2 separate regions of the Sus scrofa genome follow, and region 2 is linked to region 1. Evidence: chromatin contacts called from public Hi-C data. All regions are on one chromosome and are shown on one strand. Each heading gives the region's core, a stretch centred on a gene start, on an enhancer-like site or on the middle of the called end of the contact. The rest is flanking DNA. Distances are from core to core; before and after follow the strand shown. Region 1 holds the start of DCLRE1B (5' exonuclease Apollo). Region 2 holds the start of PHTF1 (putative homeodomain transcription factor 1).

What was found. A called contact is a pair of places that touch in the nucleus more often than the background predicts.
Region 2: a Hi-C map of liver shows a contact between it and region 1, with 9 times the contacts expected there. The contact joins the promoter of PHTF1 here to the promoter of DCLRE1B in region 1. A contact is called at or near these places in 5 of 47 Hi-C or Micro-C datasets (embryonic fibroblasts, fetal heart ventricle, fibroblasts and 2 more) and 2 of 2 datasets of contacts at active chromatin or transcription factors (alveolar macrophages and skeletal muscle).

What each region holds. Positions count from the first base shown.
Region 1 is chr4:106,655,073-106,658,491 of Sscrofa11.1, forward strand. It overlaps DCLRE1B (5' exonuclease Apollo), which reads right to left and starts at 1,418. Exons shown (of 4, transcript XM_003125837.4): 1 at 953-1,418; 2 at 1-81. The coding sequence starts at 1,141. AP4B1 (AP-4 complex subunit beta-1) reads left to right here and starts at 1,560. Exons shown (of 11, transcript XM_021090715.1): 1 at 1,560-1,701; 2 at 1,948-2,137. The coding sequence starts at 2,025.
Region 2 is chr4:106,807,214-106,810,190 of Sscrofa11.1, forward strand. It overlaps PHTF1 (putative homeodomain transcription factor 1), which reads left to right and starts at 1,713. Exons shown (of 22, transcript XM_021090726.1): 1 at 1,713-2,692; 2 at 2,977. It overlaps LOC110260434 (a long non-coding RNA gene), which reads right to left and starts at 2,506. Exons shown (of 2, transcript XR_002343727.1): 1 at 1,981-2,506.

The sequences.
Region 1 (3,419 bases), core at 168-2,667:
CATGGTCTCTCGCCCAACTTCATCTAGAGGCAGGATGTGGCTCTCACCAACCTCCAGGGCTCGGATCCACTGCTTAGATACCTGAGGAAACAGGTGGTCATCCCAGGGAACACAGACTCCCCTCCCTCATTTTTCCCTGGATCAGAAGCTGTGATGCGGATTTCCAAACAATCTTCCCTTCCACCTCCCACTCTCTCTCTCTCTTTTTTTTTGGTCTTTTTTTAGGGCCACACCCAAGGCATGTGGAAGTTCACAGGCTAGGGGTCTAAAGGGAACTGCAGCGGCGGACTTACACCACAGCAACTCGGGATCTGAGCCCCTCTGAGACCTACACCACAGCTCAGCAACGCCAGATTCTTAACCCACTTAGCAAGGCCAGGGATAGATCCTGCGTCCTCATGGATGCTAGACAGATTCCTTTCTGCTGAGCCAGCTGGGAACTAACTCCCCCTGCCCCGCCTTTGTACAAGTTTAAATTAAGAATCCAGAAAACAAGTCTAGTCAGCGATTCTCAAACTTTCTTGATCATAATAATCTTTTAGGAGGCGCCTGCTTAAAAAAAAATCCAACTAGATTTCCAGGACCTGCACCAGCTATCTACTGAATCAGATGAGGGAGGAGTGAGGTCCTGGAGAATCTGTGTATTTACTCACTACATGAGGTGGATTCTTAAGATAAGGCAAGTTTGGGAAACACTGGCCTAGTTTATGTCAAGAGGTAGGAACAGTTTCTTTGGCTGGACTAAAAGATATCCCCGACTTATCGTTAAAACATTCCTATTCGGCCAGATATAAGCCATACTCCTATTTTGGGCTAACGATGCATATCTGGGTTCAAACAACTATGGCATTTGTAAACATCAGTCCTCCCTAGCCCCTACCTTAAGACTTCAAGGCTGGGACAGATCAGAAGTCCCCACCCACATGCCGGGACCATCTCTTGGTCCCCATACCTGCAGGTGACGATGCAAGAGGTAAGCAGTGATTGGGGAGCAGTAGACGGGCCGGCACCAGGTGCTAGACAGACCCACGGTATGGTCCGAGTGCATGTGGGACAAGAAGAAGAGCCGGGCGCAGCCAGCCCGGCGTAGGCTCCAAAAGTCCACAGCGATGGGCGTATGAGGGATCAGGACCCCGTTCATGGTGGCAGGGTTGGCGAGTCACCAGGCGGATCTTCATGGAAACAGAGCTCCTGCGTGAGGCTACGACAGCGGCATCATGAAAAAAGGCATGCCGGGGCAAGTACGGAGCCAGAGACGCTAAGAAAAGCCAACCCAGTGGAAGAATGAGTGGGCAGAAAGAAGGAAGTGACCATGCTCGTGGGCGTCCTGGGGTGGAAAGGCAAATCTCGGAAGGCGCCGGGCGGAGCGCCACTCCCCGCAGCGCGCGCGGGAGCCGGGGCCGAGGCTGGGCACTCAAAGCGCGCGCTATTGGGCGGAGACAGGCCGAAGTAGCCGACTTCCGATTGCGCGCCGCTGCTCCGCCAGAGGGAGCCGCGCGGCTGCGCCGGGAGGTGAGAGCTTGGGGGAAGGGCACCCTAAGGTCGGGATCCAGTCTGCGCTCGGCGCTCCCTGGGAGCAGGTGATTGGCAGCTGCTCTGCGTGGTCTCTCTCGAGGAGGCGGGACTTCCGCAGAAAGCTTGATTGGGCCTGTCGGTGACCGCAACCGCGTGGAGGCGCAAGAAAGGCTGGGACCGGAGAGGGTGGGGTCCGCGGACTGTTGGCTGCCAGGCTGGAAATCCGCCCCGGGCCCTAGAGGTTGCGGGAGAGACCTGTGGACGGGGTGAACCTGTCTGCAGGTCCGGGGATGGAACGGCACAGCTTAGGGTGGGCCTCGCCCCGCAGCGAGAGGGTTGAAGTTTGGGCCTGGATGCCGGCCCTGGGGAAGCCAAGGCTGGGGCAACATCGCGCCTGTAGTGTCTTCACTGACTGACTTTTCCTTTACCCAGGTTCCCACATCAGGGCTGGAAGGAGCCCACGAGTTACCCAGAGATCTGTGGGAACTGCCCCGTGACTGTTGGAGAAGATGCCGTACCTTGGCTCGGAGGATGTGGTGAAGGAGCTGAAGAAGGCTCTGTGTAACCCTCACATACAGGCTGATAGGCTGCGCTATCGGAATGTCATCCAGCGCGTGATTAGGTATCACCTAACGCCCCACCTCCCCCCTGGCCACCCCCATCAGGGCTCTCTACCCCTGGCCGCTCGGAAAGAGTAAATGAACTTTCTTACATGGCAGTCGTATGATTTGGTCTTGCTGCTTCTCCGGAATGCCATCTAAGTCTCCCTTGTGGGACATATTTTACTTCTTTGACTCGGCTGGGTGTTGTCATCCATTTCTTGGACTTGTACAGCTGGCTTCGGATACCTAGTACAGACCTCCTCTTTTATTTTTCCGCCCACACATCCTACTGCCTGCTTGTGATTTTAACCTGGATATGTCTTCAAAGACATGCAAAAATAGCACTTACATCCCTCCTGGCTCCCCAAACCTGCTCTTCTGCTTGTTATTCATGCTGATGAATGTCACCAGCCAGCTGACCAAGCGGTGTCGGTCTTGACACCTGATCTTCACTACTTGAGTCAGATGGTGTGGATTCATGGTTCTAAATATCCATCCCCCCCTCCACTTGTTAAAATTGGCACTCTGTTGTTCTAGTTTCCTTTATAAAAGCAGTTGCCTTGGCTTAGTAGTAGGTCACCTTGGCACCTCATTTCATTCAGAATGGTTTTGCAGCATACGAGTTTGACAGTGACCTGTGGGTCACAAACTTTGGTATGCACAAAGTCCCTTGGGGATGCTTTTTAGGAAAATATAAAATTTCCACCCAATCCAGTAACTCTCATTTCAGTACAGTGGGATAGAACCCAGGAATCTGCCTTTGAAACAGGTAAACTCTCTAATTCATGTAGGAGATCATAGTTCGAGAAACAGCGATCTACAGAATAAAGTCCAAATTTCTTATCATAGCGCCCAGGAAACACCCAACTACCTGCAGACTCTCAAAAGAATGTTCCATTCTTGCTTATGTCTACGTGCCTCAAAGTGTGTCTCATTACCTATCTACTACACTTTCCTGGAGCTTCTGCTCATTCAGCTCAAGTAAATTACTTCCTCTGTGGAAACATTTTACAGCTTCTTGGCAGTGTTAGATATGATTCCCACTGCATCTTTTCTGTTACTTCTGTTAATAATACTATAATAGCTATCATTCTGTAATTAGTGGTGTTCTTGTCTGGCTCCTTGGTAGACTTTGAGTTCCTAGATATCTGAGACCGTGCCTTCTTCAAGATTATGTCCCCAGAGGACCTGCTGGGAACTCTACCCCGTATTCTATGATAATCTACATGGGAAAAGAATCTGAAAAAGAATGGATATGTGTACATGTATAACTGAATCACTTTGTTGTATAGCAGAAATTGT
Region 2 (2,977 bases), core at 463-2,962, 150 kb after region 1:
CATCTGTGGCATGTGGACATTCCTAGGCTAGGTGTAGAATTGGAGCTGCAGCTGCTGGCCTCCACAGCCACCAATCCTTAACTAATTAATCAAGCCAGGAAACAAACCCACATCCTCATGGATACTAGTCAGGGTCTTAACCTGCTGAGCCACAATGGGAACTCCTGGGATGCCGGCATTTTTGAAGGTATAGGCACGCAATGTTAGTTAATGAAGGTGATTTATAGATGTTTCAGATGTCATTGATGTATTGACATAACCCAGTGTATTTTTTTCCTCATCAGTTTTTGTGTGAACTTCTCTATAATTAACCTACCTGTCCTAAACACTGATAGCCCTTACTTAGGATTAGGAAAGGAAAAGGAAGCAAACAGTTTTAAGTAACTGCTGTGGGCCAGGCATTTTATATCAGAGTATTACCTCATTTAATCCTCACAGCCTTGAGTAGGAAATTAACAATACAAGTAAGAACACAGGCTTGTTATGTTGAATAAATTGCATAAGGTCACACAGTTTGTCAGTGGGAGCAGGGATGTGAATGCAGTTCTGGGTTCAAAGCCTATGCTTTGTTCAGTGAGAGCCCTACATTTGTAAAGGGGGTCCTGAAATAAGATTTGCTGTTTACCACTCTTCTCTAGTGTGTCTTACCTGGTTTCTGTTCTAGGAACTCCCCTCAAAGCCTATTTGTGTGCTAAGCAATGAAGTAAAATTTTCCTATTTAGTGTAATTTACGTCTTAAAGCAAAAATGGACATTTTCCAGTTTTTGTTTTTTTTGTTTTTTTTAAGGCAGCCGTTTGTTTGGAAACCCAACAGAAGTGTCATGTTTAGCTCTAGGGAAGGAGAACCTGTCAGAACAAAAGCAGAAAGAAAACCACTGCCAATGTGTGCAATATAGAAATCAAGCCTGGAGTTCCCGTCATGGTGCATTGGAAACGAGTCTGGCTAGGAACTAGAGGCTGCAGGTTCGATGCCTGGCCTCGTTCAGTGGGTTAAGGATCTGGTGTTGCTGTGAGCTGTGGTGTAAGACGCCGCTCGGACCTGGCCTTGCTGTGGCTCTGGCGTTGGCCGGCAGCTGTAGCTCCGATTTGACCCCTAGCCTGGGAACCTTCATATGCTGTGGGTGCGGCCCCCAAAAGACCAAAAATAAATACATAAATAAAACTGAGTAGTGCTATTCATTAAAATGAAAAATCAAGCCCGGGTGAAATAAATTAGTTCTATGGGTGTTATTTTTATCTTAGTCGACTTTCCTCAAAACGGGGGTAACTTACGCCTTTATATCGATTTGATAGATAATCAAAAATAATGATGTAAATCATTTAGAACTGCACTCCTTAGAAGGCTTGCTGAAGTGGTCTCATCATCGCAGCTTCAACTGACTCAAACGCTGCGTGCTGGGCTAGCAAGGACATTGCTTCAGTTGAGGTGAGAATGGCCGTTAGGGGTCAGTGTTCCATTAATGGCCAAAAGAAAAAAAGCAGGGAAGCAGCTTAAAACCTTATTAACGTACCCTTAAATATTCATTAGCGGTCGCAACCGTCCCTTTTCCCTGGCCTCTATCAGCCTGCTTGAATTAACCTAGAAACAGTTCTTCCTGCCGCTCCCCTCCGCTCCGGTATTTGGGGAAAGGGCCCCGAGCTGCCGGAAGCCTCGGCCTCCTCTTCCTTTACCCTTGAGCACCTAGAAAGCTTAAGTCCTAGAGCAGCGGAGGGAGGAGCGAGGCGGGGAATCAGCCACAGCCCGCCAGGCCCTTCGTCTCAGGACGGCGTAAATTCTTGACAACATTCTTTCATTCAGCAAAGATTGGGAACCTATGTGCCGGGCTCGTGCCAGACCCCCGTCTCTCACCTCATGGAGCCCACAGCCCATTGAGGACGACCGGGTAGTAAATAACGAAGCACTAAAACCCTATAAAATCACAAGGAAAGAAGAGGGTCGCAAAGAAATGAACGGGGAACTATTGGAATATCGGGACCGACCTCCTTTAGATCGATGTCTGGGAAAGTCATTTCCGAGCAAGTGACCTGAACGGTGATCTTGAGCAGCTGCTCTGGGCCGAGATCTCGGTGTATCTCCCTAGCTCCTCGTTCAGGAGCCCTGCGGAGGCTCGGCTGGAAGGCCCCGGGCGGGGGCGGAGCCATCTTCTCAGCAAAACCCGGAAAGCGGAAGCCGAGGCCCGGCTGCACCGTGGTCTGCGGAGCTGCAGTTGCCCAGGTCTCGGCCGGCTGAGTCACGGCCCTGCCGGGCCCGGCCTAGCGAGGACGCGCCCCCAAGCAGCTGCCAGCCGAGCCCTGGGGGCTCTGCACTTGACTTTTCCAGTCGGGCACAAAGCCTTTTGCCGTTGCCGTGGCGACTAGCAACCTGGCGAAGACCCCTTTCACTTTCTATCCCCCTCCTTTCCCAGTTCCTTCTTTGCTTATTTTGGGGTCAGTCCGATGACCCTATAGGTCTGGCTAGCAGGGCGCCGGCTCTCTGGCAACAGACTGCCCTCCTCCGGGCGCTGGGCGGCCGGCTACTTCTCAGGCTGGGGCGGCCTCGGCAGTCTCCATGGTAACGGCCCCGCCGGCGTCTCAGCCTGGGAGGGAAGATGCTGCCTGCCGGGCCCGCTCCCTTGCCCCCGGCCTCACGGCCGGGCAGGGGCCACTGAGGAAGAAGGTCCCGGCCGCCGGACTTCGGGGCAGGGGGCACCAGGTGAGAGCTGGACTCTGGGGAGCGGAAGAGGTGGGGTGCAGGTCAACTCCAGCGACCTCCCCTCCTCTCCCCCTTCCCTGCATCAAACGCTCGCACAAAATATCGCAAGAGAGGCTTCTGTCGCCACTGCGCCAGAGGTTTTTTTGGTATGTTTTTGTTTCTCCTGGCAAATAGCCGGAGAACGAGACCCGGAGAGGCTGAGAGAAGCGGTTTTGAGTTCTACCCAAACTGCGAGAGTCCCTTTCAGCAACTGCACTCACCGACTGGTGTTCCTTCATTTTCAGT